Linked DNA regions of Mus musculus: regions 2 and 3 are each linked to region 1. Evidence: chromatin contacts called from public HiChIP or PLAC-seq and promoter capture Hi-C data. All regions are on one chromosome and are shown on one strand. Each heading gives the region's core, a stretch centred on a gene start, on an enhancer-like site or on the middle of the called end of the contact. The rest is flanking DNA. Distances are from core to core; before and after follow the strand shown.

Region 1 (4,710 bases), core at 851-3,350:
CACCTTGTTCCCTGACAGAGGGCAGCAGGTTAGAGGCAAGATAGCCCTGGGGTCCCAATCCAGACTTAAACTGGACTCAACCACAGACTCCACCTTTTCCACCTCTCACAGGAACGTCATCCATGCTAGCGATTCTGTGGATGGGGCCCAGAGGGAGATCGAGCTGTGGTTTCAGAGCAGCGAACTGTTGAACTGGGCAGATGGTGGTCACCACAGCAGCTGCTACCCTGCCTGAGGGCTTGCACTGCCTTCTGCACTTCAGGTCTACCCATGACCTACTACCTCTGTCAACAAGAAGTCAAGCCCCCATGCTTCCCATGTCCCCAAACCACTCCCTACTCCCGCTCTACCCAACTCCAGCCCAGGGGAGTCTAAGCCTCAACTCTATGTGCCTTTTTGTATCCTAAGTCAATACAATATTGGACCATGTCCTTGTGTACAAAAGTGCCAGACAACCTTTGGGGCATTGTCAAAGGTGACTTCACCTGCCTCAAAGGAGAGACATTAAAATTTTATGCTTAAAATGGAAATGGTCTACTTACTAGTTCTGCTATCTCAGCACTGTGTGACCTTTCCTGGGAGATATGAACAAATGCTTGTTCACCCCCTCTAGGGCACCAATAACAGACTAGAGTAACAATTCCAACCATTTCCAGTTGGTGAACCCATGAGTTCGTTGGACTGGCTTATGGGACCGTGGATGAGAGATTGGCCACAGAAACATGGGTGACCTCAGGACAGCCGAGTCACTGAAAGGTCCCCCTGCCCCCAGCATGGGCAGTGACAGCAAGCCTGATGGGATCCTGCTTTCAGTTTACCTACCTCCTACAGGGGAGTAGAAAGTCCTAGGTGAGGAGTTAAGGCCAGTGTATAATGCCGATCCTGGATTACTACTCCCCTAGTCCCAGCTACCACCGTATTCTACTTATTTCATTGGCACGACTACAGGGCCAAGCTATAGGTCACCAGAGCAATGATGCACCATGATGTCCCATAGTCATGACAAATGTGGAGGAAATTGCTTTACTCAAGCACTTTAATGAGTGTTTTTATGCATGGTATAAAACATTAGGCCTGAAGCTTAGAGCTTTGAGTAAAGAAAGGAAGGATCCCTCGACTTTGGGTAAATGCAAGAACCAAGCAAGAATCCAGGGCCCATGAAATTGAGAATCCAATTGGGGTTCTTTTGCGGGCGCTGGTATAGCTCCTGCCCATCTGATTTGTCTGAGGATGGCAGTAAAGAATAGACCGGACCTGAGGCTTCTTCAAGGCCCAGTGAGCGAGCCTTCAGTAGGAGTACACACCAGTCTTTGTGGGTATTGTGTATCAGGTCTCCTGAAGTTGGAACAGCAGAGCCTAACACTCCAAGGGCTACTCTCATCTCTCCCTCAATGCAACCCAGGCACAAAAGAGTATCCTCCACTCCCGACCTGATGCTGTCCATGATGACCACCACGGCCTGATGTCCATTTATGTTCACATTGACACATGTAAGTCACATCTCACCCCGGATCCCAGAGTCACTGATTCAGTTGCAGGTACATCATGACAGCTTCTGTGGCTAATTTGATAAGTCATTTCACTCTTTGACATCTAGACAATGGAACCCAGTTCTTGGTTCTCTGAGTTTCAGTGCAGTGATTCTTGCCAGCCAGCAAGAGGTTCACTCTGGACTTTCCACCCGGGTTAGCCACGAGAGGGAGCTATTGGGTTTGCAAGCTCCAGATTCTCTGCACTGGGAGGTAGTGTCCAAGAGCGGTGTTCATCTGGAGTTCCGACTTCCACAGCTGATAGCACGCAGCCCGGCCAGCTTGGGTATATGGACTAAGTGGCTGCACAGACACCAACTGGGAAAGGAACCGGGCATTTAACTGGCTGGAGCGTCTCTGGGCCTCTGTATCAGTGCCTCCTCCCATTCTCAGTCCCAGCAGGCTGCGCGCCACCGAGGGCGGGGTGTCCGCCTGGTCGAGTGGGAAGGGCTGGAGGCTGGGAGTTGCGGGAGGGTCTGTGATAGGAAGGCTTGAAGGGCCCAGGCACCTTTTTGGGGTGGGGCGCCCCTGTCCCACCCCCGTCTGATGGGCGGCTTGATGTGGGGGCAGAACTTTGGTCCTGGATCTTTCTGGGCGGAGCGAGCAACCTGCAGAACGCTGCGTTTTGCGTTGGAAAGGTAGATCTGGTTCCTGGTTCCACTGTCCTTGCCATCCCGGACACGCAGCAATCATGGCCCAGCCGCCGCCCGACGTTGAGGGGGATGACTGTCTTCCTGAATACCACCATCTCTTCTGCCCGGATCTTCTCCAGTGAGCTAAAGCAGGGAACCAGGGGGCGATCCAGACTTGGGGCACAGGGTTTAACGAATCTGCCACTGGATGTGACATCACAGAGGACAGATGCTCAGTACTCCGTTCCTGGGCAATCGTAGACCTGAAGTTTCTTGGGGTTCTGGAAGAATGGGATGAGGGACTGAGGGTGGAAGCTGCTCACTTTGTTTTGTTTTGTTTTAGAGACAGGGTTTCTCTGTATAGCCTTGGCTGTCCTGGAAGTCACTTTGTAGACCAGGCTAGCCTCGAACTCAGAAATCCGCCTGCCTCTGCCTCCCGAGTGCTGGAATTAAAGGCGTGCGACACCACGCCCGGCGCTTGCTCACTTTTGAAAACAAGTCTCTCTTGGTAACTTACTACGCAGAAAATTTTAGGCTAAATAAACTCCTTCACCTCCGAACTTCTAGGGAGCCTAAAAATAACCGACTTTAAAGATTGCAGTTTTATGGCTGGGGATTTATGTCTTGCAAATTCATTGAGTACCTGTTTAGCAGGAGCATGTTTTCCTTCATAGCGAAACTGGGTAGAAGTTCATGGAGTGAAAGTTCTCCACGGGCCGCTTATCTATTTGAGCTTGAGTTAACAGAGATCTATCTATCTAAAGCTCTTCGAGATGAGGTTTCTCTGTGAAGCCCTGGCTGTCCTAGAACTCTCTCTGTAGACCAGGCTGGCTTTTAATTCTTGGTCCCCCTGTCTCCACTTCTCACAGGCTGGAATTACAGGCATGCATCCCCCATCAAGCTAAAACATGGTTTTCAAAGAAGAGTTTAGGGACTAGAGAGATGGCTGAATAAGTTCAGAGCACTTACTGTTCTTGCAGGAGACCCAGCATTGGTTCCCAGCATCCACACGAGGACTCAACTCTCTGTAGGCACACAGGCAAAACACTCATACTGGTAAAACAAATAAATATTTAAAAATGACTACATTTTCTTGTTTTTGAAGGGACAAAGTGGCCTTTATCACAGGTGGTGGTTCTGGGATTGGCTTCCGGATCGCAGAGATTTTCATGAGGTACACACTACCGGAACCCTTCCTGCCACCTTACGTCCCTTTGTCTGGATCTTGGTGGATTTGGGGGAGTGGTTGAATGCTGTCTTGGGGAGAGGTCAGGACCTTTGTGGTCTCCTAGAATTAGTTGAGACTGTGTGTGACTAGCCTCACAGCCTCGTACGTTGACGGGGTGCTGCTGATGTGGGAGAAGAGTGTCCCTTGGACACAGGTTTTGTGACCTCATTGAGAGGATTAGCAGCTCGATACCAAAGCTGGTGGAGGCTCAGAATTGTGGAGGTGGAGGTAGAAGAACCCTTCTCCAGTCTTCCCCAGCACTCAGCTTTTCACAACTGGACGTGAGTCCCACAAGAATCGACTGAGGCTCCAAGTAGTAGATTATTATTCAGAGCTGGTGGCTTTATGAAGTTTCTTCTAGTAGAACAAAGCCCTGTCTATTCAGAGTCGGGAAGATTAAATAAGCTGGTGTAGCTTCTATGAAAACCTGTGGAGCAGGTCATAGACACTGTTGTCACCGGGTGGCTCCCCCTCTCAAAATGGGCTCCTGTTCTTCACTCCAGTGTCCCAGCAGGGCCCTGCACAGATATGGGATTGACACCAGTATCCCACTACACCCTCTCTGCCATGTACATGGTATCTGAGGCAGGGTACCCCAAGCCAGAGACACACCACAGACACCTAGGAGTGGGCAGCCATGGCATCCAGAAGTCTGTCTAGACTTACACAGTTGTGCCTGCTGCCGGTCAGGCCAAGAAACTAAGAAACTTGGGGGAGTTCCTTCTGGAGTAGTGCTTGCTGGGAGCCCCCCAGGGTTTGTCCCTCATCTTTTCTTCTCAGGCCTACTATCTGGTTTTATAGGCATGGCTGCCACACTGTCATCGTCGGCAGGAGTCTGCAGAAAGTGACCACGGTGAGAAGAAAGCTGTGGGGAGGAGTCCTGAGACCCAGAGGATAGAAACAGAACAAAATCTGTCTCTTCTTGAGCAGAGGAGCTCAGTGGAAATGGAGTCTCAGAGATCCCCTGGACTTTTTTTTTTTAGAAGTTTGGTTATTGGGTCATGTTTTTAGAAGTTGTCTGGTTCCAGAATGGCTCAGTAGGACCGTCAGTGTTAAAGGCCATCACTCCAGCCATCTACCCTCCAGGCCAGGCGGAATGTAGGCAGAAGGTGGGGTCTGGGATGGGTGACAGATTATAGAGAATGCAGGCTGTCTTACCAACATCCACCAGGGGTCTGGACCCAGGATGTCGCTATTTTCAAGCTAAGTCTCCCTGGCAGGTACCCCAACAAACTTGGGGTCCTAATGTAATGTAGATGAGTCATTCCCATGAAGTTCTTAAGGGTGTGCTTCTTCAGGCTGAGGCTGCTTTTCCAGGCTA
Region 2 (4,710 bases), core at 588-3,087, 360 kb before region 1:
TTCCCACTCAACACCATCCACTGTCGGTTGGATCCTTCTAAACAGCATGTGTCCCAGTGAAATGTTCCTTCACAAGTCTGCCTAAGTGAGACATCCTTTCACCTGTGTCCTCTTCAGGGAAACACTCCTTCAGGCATCTGCCCCAGCAAAACACTATCTGACACAACTGACTTTCCAAAGAAACCAGAAGTCTCCACTTCAGTATGGCCTATCTGCCCGAGGGCCACTGTGTCCCTGAGAGGGCAGGCTGGCACTATTGCTGCTTGTTGTTAGCTAGTGTGCAGAGGTAGCCACGCATGTTATCAGTTATCATCCTGAAAAGTAACTGGCTTTGTGACCCAGCAGAAACTTGCCACACACTAGACCATGCCTCTGAATCACTGGGTCACAAATTCCTCAAGTTCTGGGATATTCATATTCCAGTCGCTAAAGCTATACATTTAGCACTCCTAATATGCTGTCTTATGTCTGTGTTCCCATTGCCTCTCTTTAAGGTTCCTGGCATAGGTAGGCTGGGTGAATTAAAGTGAGCCTGAGACCAGTGACCTGAGGCAAGGACCAGGTGCATGACCCACCTCCTGGTCCTTCAGGGTGTGGTAATCCTGGGATCCTATCGGGGTCTGAGCTTCTCCAGTAGGCTCCCACCACCGTGCCAGGCCATCCAAAAACAGCCTCCAAGTCACCCTGATATCCCCACATCCTGAAAACACCAACCTGCAAAGCCAACTACTGGGTTTTCACTTTCCTGATTGCTGGGTGTCACCTGGAGGGTGACACCTGGAGGGTGCTGGGTGGGGTGGAAGTGTTGATCTGGATTTGATCAGAGAGCCAGCTGCCTATGTGAGTTGGAGGGGCGCCACATTTCATCATGTCCACTAGAGGGAGATGATGTTTCATCTTCCAAAAAGCCACAGTTGCCTCTCTTCAAAAAGCTGAAACCCCTTCCAACTTCAGCTTTATGGCTTTCCAGAGGCCTAAGTGTGGGCTGTCCCTGAGCAGGGGCCCTTGTGTCAATTCAGGGAGGAAACCTGCTTAAGAGCCGTCAGGGAATGGCTTCTGAGGACATCTTGGGGAAGAGCCTGATGAGGCAGGAGAATGCCAAATTGGACTGTTGCCCCAGACCCAGTGGTGCACCCACCTGCTGACCTGTCTGCTCCTTGGCCGGGCAGCCCCTTTCTGCTGGTGGGACTCAGGACAGTATCCCTGCTGGCCAAAAGCTGCCTGCCTCTAGTGCCTGGCTTTTCTGAAACCTTAGAAGAGGCTCACCTAAGCCTCGGCCTCTGTATCACCGCCACAGTAGCTAAAGCAATGCCCCTGTGAAAAGGTGTCTCTATTTTTCAGGGCACAGCCAAAGGGGGCCTGTGTGGAGGTGAGATTGGCACAGAGAAGGAGGAGTCTGAGAGGGAGCAGGGGGAGTGTCTGAAGGATTCCCTTTTAGCAACTTCTGACGTCTATCCTGTGCTGGCTCATGAGACCTTCCCCTCGGCTCATTTCCATCCCCCTGAAGTGGGCTGGCTGTCCCTGGGAGCAGTGCAGAGGCTGGAAGCAATGACTGGGTTTCAGGCAGCTCCACTGCCTTTGCTGGGGAAGGCCTGGCCTTTCCCACGCCTCCCCTGGAATTCGAGACTGCTCCTGGGAGTTGAGCAAAAGTGTGACTTTCCCTCCAGAGTCAGAAGGTTAGCCTCCCAGGCCTGGACCAGCATTCTTGACCAGGAACCAAAACAAACAAGGGGACGGGGCCAGAGCAGGCTCAGAAGCAGGCCTGGTAAGCCCCTGTCTCAGCACCCTGGTTTCATTCTTTGTGGGAAGGAGGTGCGCTAAATTTAGAGACCGGTTTGGTGGAGGTGGGACAGAACTCAATAGCTCCACCACGTGGTGGTAGACTGCAGGGAGCAGAGCTGTGTATAGCCCAGCAGGTTGTCACTGGGGGAACAAACAACTGCCTAGTCCTCTTTATCCAAAAAGAGACACCTAACACCCCAAGGGGGCAAATGCAAGCATTGTGTTGCAAGCACCTTCCTTCTGGCCTGCAGCATCCATGTGCCCTCCATGTTCCTGTCTGCAGCTCACTGCTTCCACCTGGGGCCATTGTGAAGTATTTGAGGGTTACTCAGCTAGAGCCCTGCCCTACCACGACAGCAGATCTGACAAGCCAATTAACTTCACTGTGGCTACTGGCTGAGTAGCATATACATTGTGGACACTTGGAAGGATGTATGTACAGTGTAAGCCTGTGGGTCATTTATTACCAGAGTGTTCTGTGTAGTATTCAGACCAAGGTTGACTGTGGGTAAACCATAGAACGGATGGAAATCAGGATAAAATAGAGTCCTGTACTTAGCATTGACTATGTGGCATCACTGTGACCTAACCCACAAGGTGGGGGATGCCTCTCTTTCCTCAGAGATCCAACTAGGCTGAGAGGGAAGGGGTTTCACCCAGAAGCAGGTCTGGACCTGAATGTGTGTTCATGCTCTCTCATCCACCATGCTAGATCCCAGAGGCCCTGTGCTAGCTGACACCAAAAGCCCCAGGCAGTATGCCAACCTACTGGCGAGAAGATGGAGTTTAGGGAGGGGCCTCCCTTTCATAGATGGCTCCAGGGTGCTGTCACATGCAGAGTGATTTTTTTGAGATAGTGGAGAGGGTCTCACACAGGAGGTGGGTGGAGTAGTGTGTAGGCTCCAGGACTGCCAAGCAACTCCAGAGCTGATCTTGTGCTGCTCGGGCAGCTGAGGCTGCAGTAATAGGCCTTATGTACAGCCTCGGAAAAGATGCCTAGGCCTAGGCGGGCCACATCTGGGACAGCAGGCAGAAAAGGGGACCAGGGCTGGTACCTCCTCTCTGGATGTATTTAATAGTCAGGGTCAAGTTTTGTTTCCAGAACTGGATGCCCGGAATACTTGAGTTCTTCCCATCTTCATGTAGAAGTCAAAACAACTTCCAGAACCAGGCTGAACCTATAGGAAGCCTAGGTGAGACCCTGGTTCTGGGAGGGCACAATGGTACATCATCGTCCAGATATGGCCACTGCTTCTCTTTGCCCATCTGTGTTTCAAATTAATGAGTGGTCTTTTTCTTCTTTTTCTTCTCTTTCTTTTCTCCCTTCTCTTTCCCCACTCTCTTCACTTCCTTCCTTTCTACTGGAGATTTAGCCACAGGTCAGCTGGACTGCAGCAAAAGAGCCAGTCCATTCAAAGCCTGCCTCACCTGCAGGCCCTGCCCTCATCGAGCCTCCTCCTCCTCTGCTTCCCTACAGGGCCAGAACACCTGGGGAGGTGGGTGAAGGCTGTGATGAAATTCCTTGGAAGATTCATTTGCCTTGGTAAAATCACCAGGACTAGATGCTGGAGCAGAATGAAGAAGTCAGAGAAGAAAGCTTTCGGCTACACAGTAAGGTAGAGAACTCCTGTTTCTGGTCCTGCTTCTCTTTAGTGGCAGCAGGGCCTACTCCAGAGTTTTTGTGAGGACCGGTGGATGAAATGGAAGTCATTCACGTGTAGGAAGTGCTCACTAAATGACCCCTTATTGTTAGCTCTGTGTGCTACTCAGCGTGCAGAACCTCAAGAGCGAGGGAAAGAGAAATTTGTGTGCATGTAAGATGGCCAAACCCAGGGTTGGCTCAGAGTCTGTTTGCAGGAGTGGTGGGGGCTTTGCACACTCAAAGAGAAACTGGAGAAGGCAGGGACAAGTGTGCAAGACCAGGAGGGACACTGACGACTTCCTTGCATTGCTGTGATAAAGCCACTATGACCAAAAGCAATCTGGGGGAGGGAAAGATGACTTCATTTTATAACACAGTCCTTAATGAAGGGAAAGTGAGGCAGGAACTCAAGACAGAAACCTGGAGGGTGGAGCTGAGCTGGAGATGACAGAGACACACTGTTTATCGGTTTCCTCCCCTCGGCTTGCTCAGCCTTCTTTCTTCTATACTCCAGGGCCACCCATCTAGGGAGAGCACTGCTCACAGTGGGCTGGGCCCGTCCACATCACTCATTGAGCAAGGAAATGTCCTGAAGGCTTGCTCACAGGCCACTCTGATGGAGACATCTTCCCAACCCTGTGTTCTCCTTCCAGATGGCCCTGGCTTGTAGCAAGTTGACAACAACAACCAGAAAATCACTAAGTGGTTCATAGCCTTTGCATCTGAATTGATCTGTCCCTCAGCCTCAGTAATGCACTGGCCCACACTGGTCTGCTTGCCCCTCTGGGGAGGTGGACTTTAGAGAGCAAAAGACCCTGGCTTTGTGTCAAGTGTAGACATGTGACAGAGACTGGTTCAGGGACTGGGCTATTGATCCACTAGGTCAATGAAAAATTTGAAGCTTTTCTAGAAACTTCTATACAGTAGCTGTCATGGTCAATATTAACTGTCAACTTGATGGGATCTAAGGTTACACTGGAGATAAGCCACCAGTGAGAGATTTTCTAGATTAGTTCCTGAAGGAGGAAGATCCTAAGTGGCACACTGGATACAAAGAGGAAAGAGCCGAGTGCCAGCATCCATCTCTTTCTGCTTTCTGACTGTGATTAATGTGAGTAGCCATCATTGTCTCTGCCATCCTACTGTCCCTGCCATGCTGGACTGGAGCTGTAAGCCAATACTGGCTGTTCATTGGTACCAAGAAGTAGAATTGTTGCAGTGAGGAACCTGACTGGGTGGCTCTTAGGCCTTTGGAAGGGTTTTATAGGAAGAGCATGGCAGTGTTT
Region 3 (4,710 bases), core at 1,419-3,918, 320 kb before region 1:
CAATTCTGGCACTGCCAACTAGAGGAGCTCTGTAGGCAAGAACAAGCCATTTGACCTCCGAGAGCCTTGGTTTTTTGGTTCTTGTTTTTGTTTTCCATCCATCAAATGGGAGTAATGACTCTGCTGGAAGGGGTTGCTGGGAGGACTAAACTCATTCATTCATTCATTCCCCAAGCATCCAAACATCGACTGTGTCCTAGCCCCTACTCAACACACAACAGTGATCATACATGTGTCACACAGTGACTATGCTCAGGAGAACCATAAAGCAAAGAAAGGGGCCTGGGAGGGAATCACAATGTCAAGACTCAGTCTATAGCAGGGGCCTGAGGGAAGGGAAGGAAGAGAAGGGGCAGCTGCTCGGAGGTCAGCGTGAAACTTGCAGGCAGCCTGCTCAGAGTGTGATCAGAGTGTAGCAGCCTTCAGAGGCGTGCTTAGCTCATGCCTGCAGTCACAGATGCTGGGAGCCTGGTGAAGAACCCAGGTGCTCAGCAAACGCCAGCCCTCGATTTCCAGTCCTGTGGAATGAACTCCACCCCACACACATGTTCCTTCCCTGAGAAGGAGAGCACAGGCTTCCTCAGGGCCAGCCTGTGCCAAGTACTCCTTCAGCCAAATATGCAGGCTCCATGTGCGCTCCACCACACGGTTCTGAGGCTGCACTAGGCACTAGGTTCTGGGCCGGGCAAACCAGGGAATGAGACAATCAAGGCATGGAGTCTGTCCTCACAGAACCCCTAGAGAGTCACAAGAAGACACAGTGATGGTGCAGCACAGTCATACAAACACGAAGCCTTATGAAGGTGTCCCCATTAGGGCAGAGAGTGTAAGGTCCCTGGAAAAGGTGACCAGAGAACCTGGTGGTGAGACAAGAAAGAACAGTCCAGGTGTGAGAGGATGTAAAGATGCCAGAAGCCAATGGCAGGTGGATCTAAAAACAATATATAAGTCTTTACATTTTGGGCACCTGTTATCTGATGTGCCTCCTCACTGAGGGTAGGAGGTTCCCACACAGCATGAGGTGACCTGCCTTGACTCTGAGCCCCCAGCCTAGAGTGCTCCACCCACAGCATCAGACTCCAGGGGAATGGGCACCCCAGCAATGTGTGAGCACCTGGTGAGACAGCCTGTCCCTTGCCTTGCTCCAAGTGTGACCCACAGGTGGCAGAATGGCTTTTTAAAAAACCAACCAGAATAGCACAGGAATTCTAGTTGAGTATGTACTGTGTCTCCGTCATGGGCTTCTGTGACTGCCATCTCTGATGTGACCTCAGGTCCCTCCAGATCGGTGGCTGGGTCTCTTCAGCCTAGCAAGAAGCGGTTATCACTCTGTCTAGTACAGACCCAGGTTCCAAAGCCACCTCTGAAGCTGACCAGCCTGTGACTCCACCTGGCTGACCTTAGGAATGATCCAGTAAAAGCCACCCAGGGGCTTGTTAGTAGAAGGGGCTGTCTGTCTCCCCAGTGGTCCTTAGGTCTCAGGTTGGTCCAATCCCTTCCAGGGGAAGAGACAACTCTATTAGGATAACTGCCGGAGGAAGGGCTGTGGGGGTGTCAGAACAGAGATGGGGTGTCAGCTGGGCTGTGCTAAATCTGACCTACAGCCAACTTGCTTCTTCTCTGAACTACCCTCCCCCAACACACACACACACACACACACACACACACACAGAGAGAGAGAGAGAGAGAGAGAGAGAGAGAGAGAGAGAGAGAGAGAGAGAGAGCCTCTGCTTAAGGATGCTGCGAATGCCGAATGCCCAGTTTTATGCCCAAACACTTCTGAAGACTTGGGACACAGTGGGGGTGAGGGGCGGGGCAGACAGGCTGACAGGGCCCATGCAGTCTCCCACCACTGCCTGTCACCGGGTCATTTCTCCTGTACTGAGGTTAAACTTCTTGTGTAAAATCGGGGTGTCTTTTCTTAGGAGGACGATTCTTTGCAGACAGGCAGTGACAGCCTCGGCGCGCTGACATGTTCCACCATCACTAGGTATTTTCAGCGAGGCGTGGCGTCCCCCGGCCTCCGCACGCCCGCCCCACGCCCCTCGCCCACCGCCTTTCTCGGGTCTAGGAAATTCTAGGGCGCTTTTAACTAGGGGGCGATGCGCCCCACAGCAATGGCTCAGATGGGGCTGGGAGGGCCCCCAACAGAACGGACACCCGAACGGGGCGCAGCCGGGCGCGCGTGGGAACGCCGCCAAGAACTAGCACGTGTGCCGGGGGCGCCTGTGGACTGTACGCGGAGACCCGGGACACCCGCGCCCTGCAACCCCCCTGAAGGGTTCCGGCCGGGGGAAGCCCCGATACCTCCCTCCGGCTCGCTCATTAGCGACCTCCGGCTGGAACAAAGGCGTGGGGCGCACGGCCAAGGCCAGGAAAACCAGGAGGGGTCCGCACATCCCTGCAGGGGTGCGGCTCCGGGGCTCGGGCTCCGGCAACCAGGCTCTGGCTTGCACCCGGGCTCCGCGGCTGCGACGACCCGGGGAGGACCAGGCGCTCCGCGCCACTTCGGGGCGCGGCTCCGGGCGTACCTGGCAGGGTCCGGTGCACCGTGTTGCCCATCGCTACTCCGAGACTCGCGGCGCGGGGCTAGCTGGGCGGGCCGGGGGCCGCGGCCGGGCTGCGGGGCATTGCCGCTGCACCGGCGACCGGCGGGCGGCAGATGGGCGGCGCGGGCGGCGGCGGGAGGAGGCGGAGCCACCGGCCCGGGCGCGCCCGCCCCGCCCCCGCGCCCGCCACCAACCGTGCTTGGGCGGGGCTGGGGCCGCCGCCGCGTCTTTTGAAAGTTTGCACCGGTAGCGCGCTGGAGAGGCGGGGCTGGCCTCCTGCCCTCGTCGTTCCCGCGCGCACCGACCTTGCTCTTTTTGCCAATCGGGATGGGTCGCCGGGTGCCGAGTCCTTGTCCAGGCATTCGGCCACTTTGGGTGGTGCCTCGACTCAGGGACGACGCGCACACATGCAGGTCACGCCAGACAGTGTCAAGGGCTCCATGACAGTCCATCCAGGGTGAGATGGGGGTGGGGGGTAGGGATGGGGAACTTCTCCATCCCCTAGGCCGCATACCTAGGAGGAGAGACTTCAGTATGTAGTGGTTGTTTAGGGGGGGGGGCGGGACCCAGACTTGAGCTCACTGTGCCTTCTTCATTAAAGTACTGCCCACACCCTATGTACCAGGCCCTCTGCTGAGCCCCAGACGCAGTCCCTGCTCTCAAGGAAGAGAAAATTAGCAATCAAGATCACATAGTGGTCAAAACCAACAATAACATTGAAGTGTCAGATAGGGCCGGCTGAGGGTTTTTGAGAGAACGAGGTGGCATGTGAGGTGGGTAGTGTTGCCAGGAGGTACGAGGCGGCGGCGTTGGGGGGGGGGAGGGGGCTGAGAGGGGGAGGTGCATCCACTCCCACCGCATAAATCTTTTCTCAGAACCTTCCAGCCTTGGCTACTCTTCTATAAAAGGCCAGCTAGCCCATGCCACCCCTAGTCCAATTCACAGACTAACACACCAAGGTGGGGGAGGTGTAATGACTCTGTGAGGAGACCCAGTCCCTAACCATTACTTTCAGACTCCCATACTCAGTACTCTCGTCAGTTTAGGAAGCAGGGTTATTACCTCCACAGCACAGACAGGGTAAACCGAGGGTCAGTGGGTAGACGAGATGTCCAAACCTATCTCCCAGTGGCTGAGGGCAAGCTCCCTCTGAAACGGAGTAAAAAGAGGTGCTCAGAGGACCGCCTCCTGCCTTGGTTTCTCGTTGTCCTCAGACTCTCCTCTGTTGTTCCCCAGGAAGCCATGGCCAGACCTATTCTGTACTGAGTTTCTAATTCTCAATTACAAGTGCTCTCAGTTATTTAAAATTTCACCCCAAACTCTGGTGGGCAAAGGTACTTTAGCTGGGTAGGCCTTCACTCTGTATGACCCTGGGGTCCTTAGAGAGGTCGCCATTGCTATAAAAGGAGTTGAGGAATTTCACTTAGATAAAATGGCTCAGGGCAACAGGACTTTGTGGCGGCAGGGTGGGGAAGCTGCTGTTAAAAAGCCACTTTCAGAGCACTCCAGCAAGTGGCTGTGTTTCAGTCACCTCCCCAGATGTTCGCTGCAGCCACTGAACCCACCGCACCCCAACTGTTCTGGTGTGTGTCTCGGGGTGGGGAGGACATGTAGATTTGAAAGGCTGAGGTTGAGCCTCTCGGTCCCCATGTGGATGTGCTGTGGGGAAATGCTATGTCTTCCACGTCAGTGGCAACAACAGCAGACCACACAGGAAAAAAAAAAAAATCAGGACCAGGGAACTTCTTGAAGGTCCAGAGCTCTAAATTAGTGTGTTAAATAACATGAGCTTAAAGCAATGTTATCTTCAACATTGCTTTAAATGGAGCTGATATCACCCTGTGTGACAGTGATAATTCATTGTGGTGGAGGTGATAAGCCTGCGCCTGTAAGATAATAAATTAACCTTATAAATGAGCATCTGCCTGCCTCTCTCTCTTCCCCTCTTGTCTTTTTTTGGACTCTAGCTTGACACGCATGGGCTCTTGGGAAGGACGGAGGTTGTCCTTCTATCTACAGTCCAGGTAGATTCTAGACTGTCTCTTATTTGAGTATGTATGGTAATTGCTCCATCACTGAGGTCCCCCGGCATCTTGTCCTGTCCTTCAGCTACACCCTTGCTGCAGCTGCTGCCTTCCTGTCCTTTCCACTCTAAGGGGGC

The links. Promoter capture Hi-C pulls out the DNA fragments that hold promoters and counts their contacts. HiChIP or PLAC-seq counts read pairs in DNA pulled down with a chosen protein or histone mark.
Region 2: an HNF4G HiChIP or PLAC-seq map of pancreatic cancer cells shows a contact between it and region 1. The contact joins the enhancer-like site here to the promoter of Decr2 in region 1. A contact is called at or near these places in 5 of 39 promoter capture datasets (the 3T3-L1 cell line, the SN4741 cell line, hippocampal neurons and 1 more), 1 of 484 Hi-C or Micro-C datasets (the MNK3 cell line) and 1 of 115 datasets of contacts at active chromatin or transcription factors (pancreatic cancer cells).
Region 3: a contact with region 1 is called in a promoter capture Hi-C map of pre-B cells, with 3 times the contacts expected there. The contact joins the promoter of Neurl1b here to the promoter of Decr2 in region 1. A contact is called at or near these places in 2 of 39 promoter capture datasets (liver and pre-B cells), 1 of 484 Hi-C or Micro-C datasets (the G1E-ER4 cell line), 1 of 115 datasets of contacts at active chromatin or transcription factors (pancreatic cancer cells) and 2 of 9 other capture datasets (adipose tissue and pancreatic islet).

The regions. Positions count from the first base shown.
Region 1 is chr17:26,087,554-26,092,263 of GRCm38.p6, reverse strand. Decr2 (2-4-dienoyl-Coenzyme A reductase 2, peroxisomal) reads left to right here and starts at 2,100. Exons shown (of 9, transcript NM_011933.2): 1 at 2,100-2,300; 2 at 3,267-3,335; 3 at 4,191-4,242. The coding sequence starts at 2,221. Nme4 (NME/NM23 nucleoside diphosphate kinase 4) reads left to right here. Exons shown (of 5, transcript NM_019731.1): 5 at 112-519. The coding sequence ends at 235.
Region 2 is chr17:26,448,963-26,453,672 of GRCm38.p6, reverse strand. No RefSeq gene overlaps it. Among named protein-coding and RNA genes, the nearest start is that of Neurl1b, 36 kb to the right of the region's middle. Within about 2 kb of position 1,837, at least 57 of the 459 cell types and tissues checked have an H3K27ac peak or open chromatin away from gene starts, as enhancers often do. A contact at or near this core is called in pancreatic cancer cells, where this site is marked.
Region 3 is chr17:26,412,817-26,417,526 of GRCm38.p6, reverse strand. It overlaps Neurl1b (neuralized E3 ubiquitin protein ligase 1B), which reads right to left and starts at 2,668. Exons shown (of 5, transcript NM_001081656.3): 1 at 2,532-2,668. The coding sequence starts at 2,562.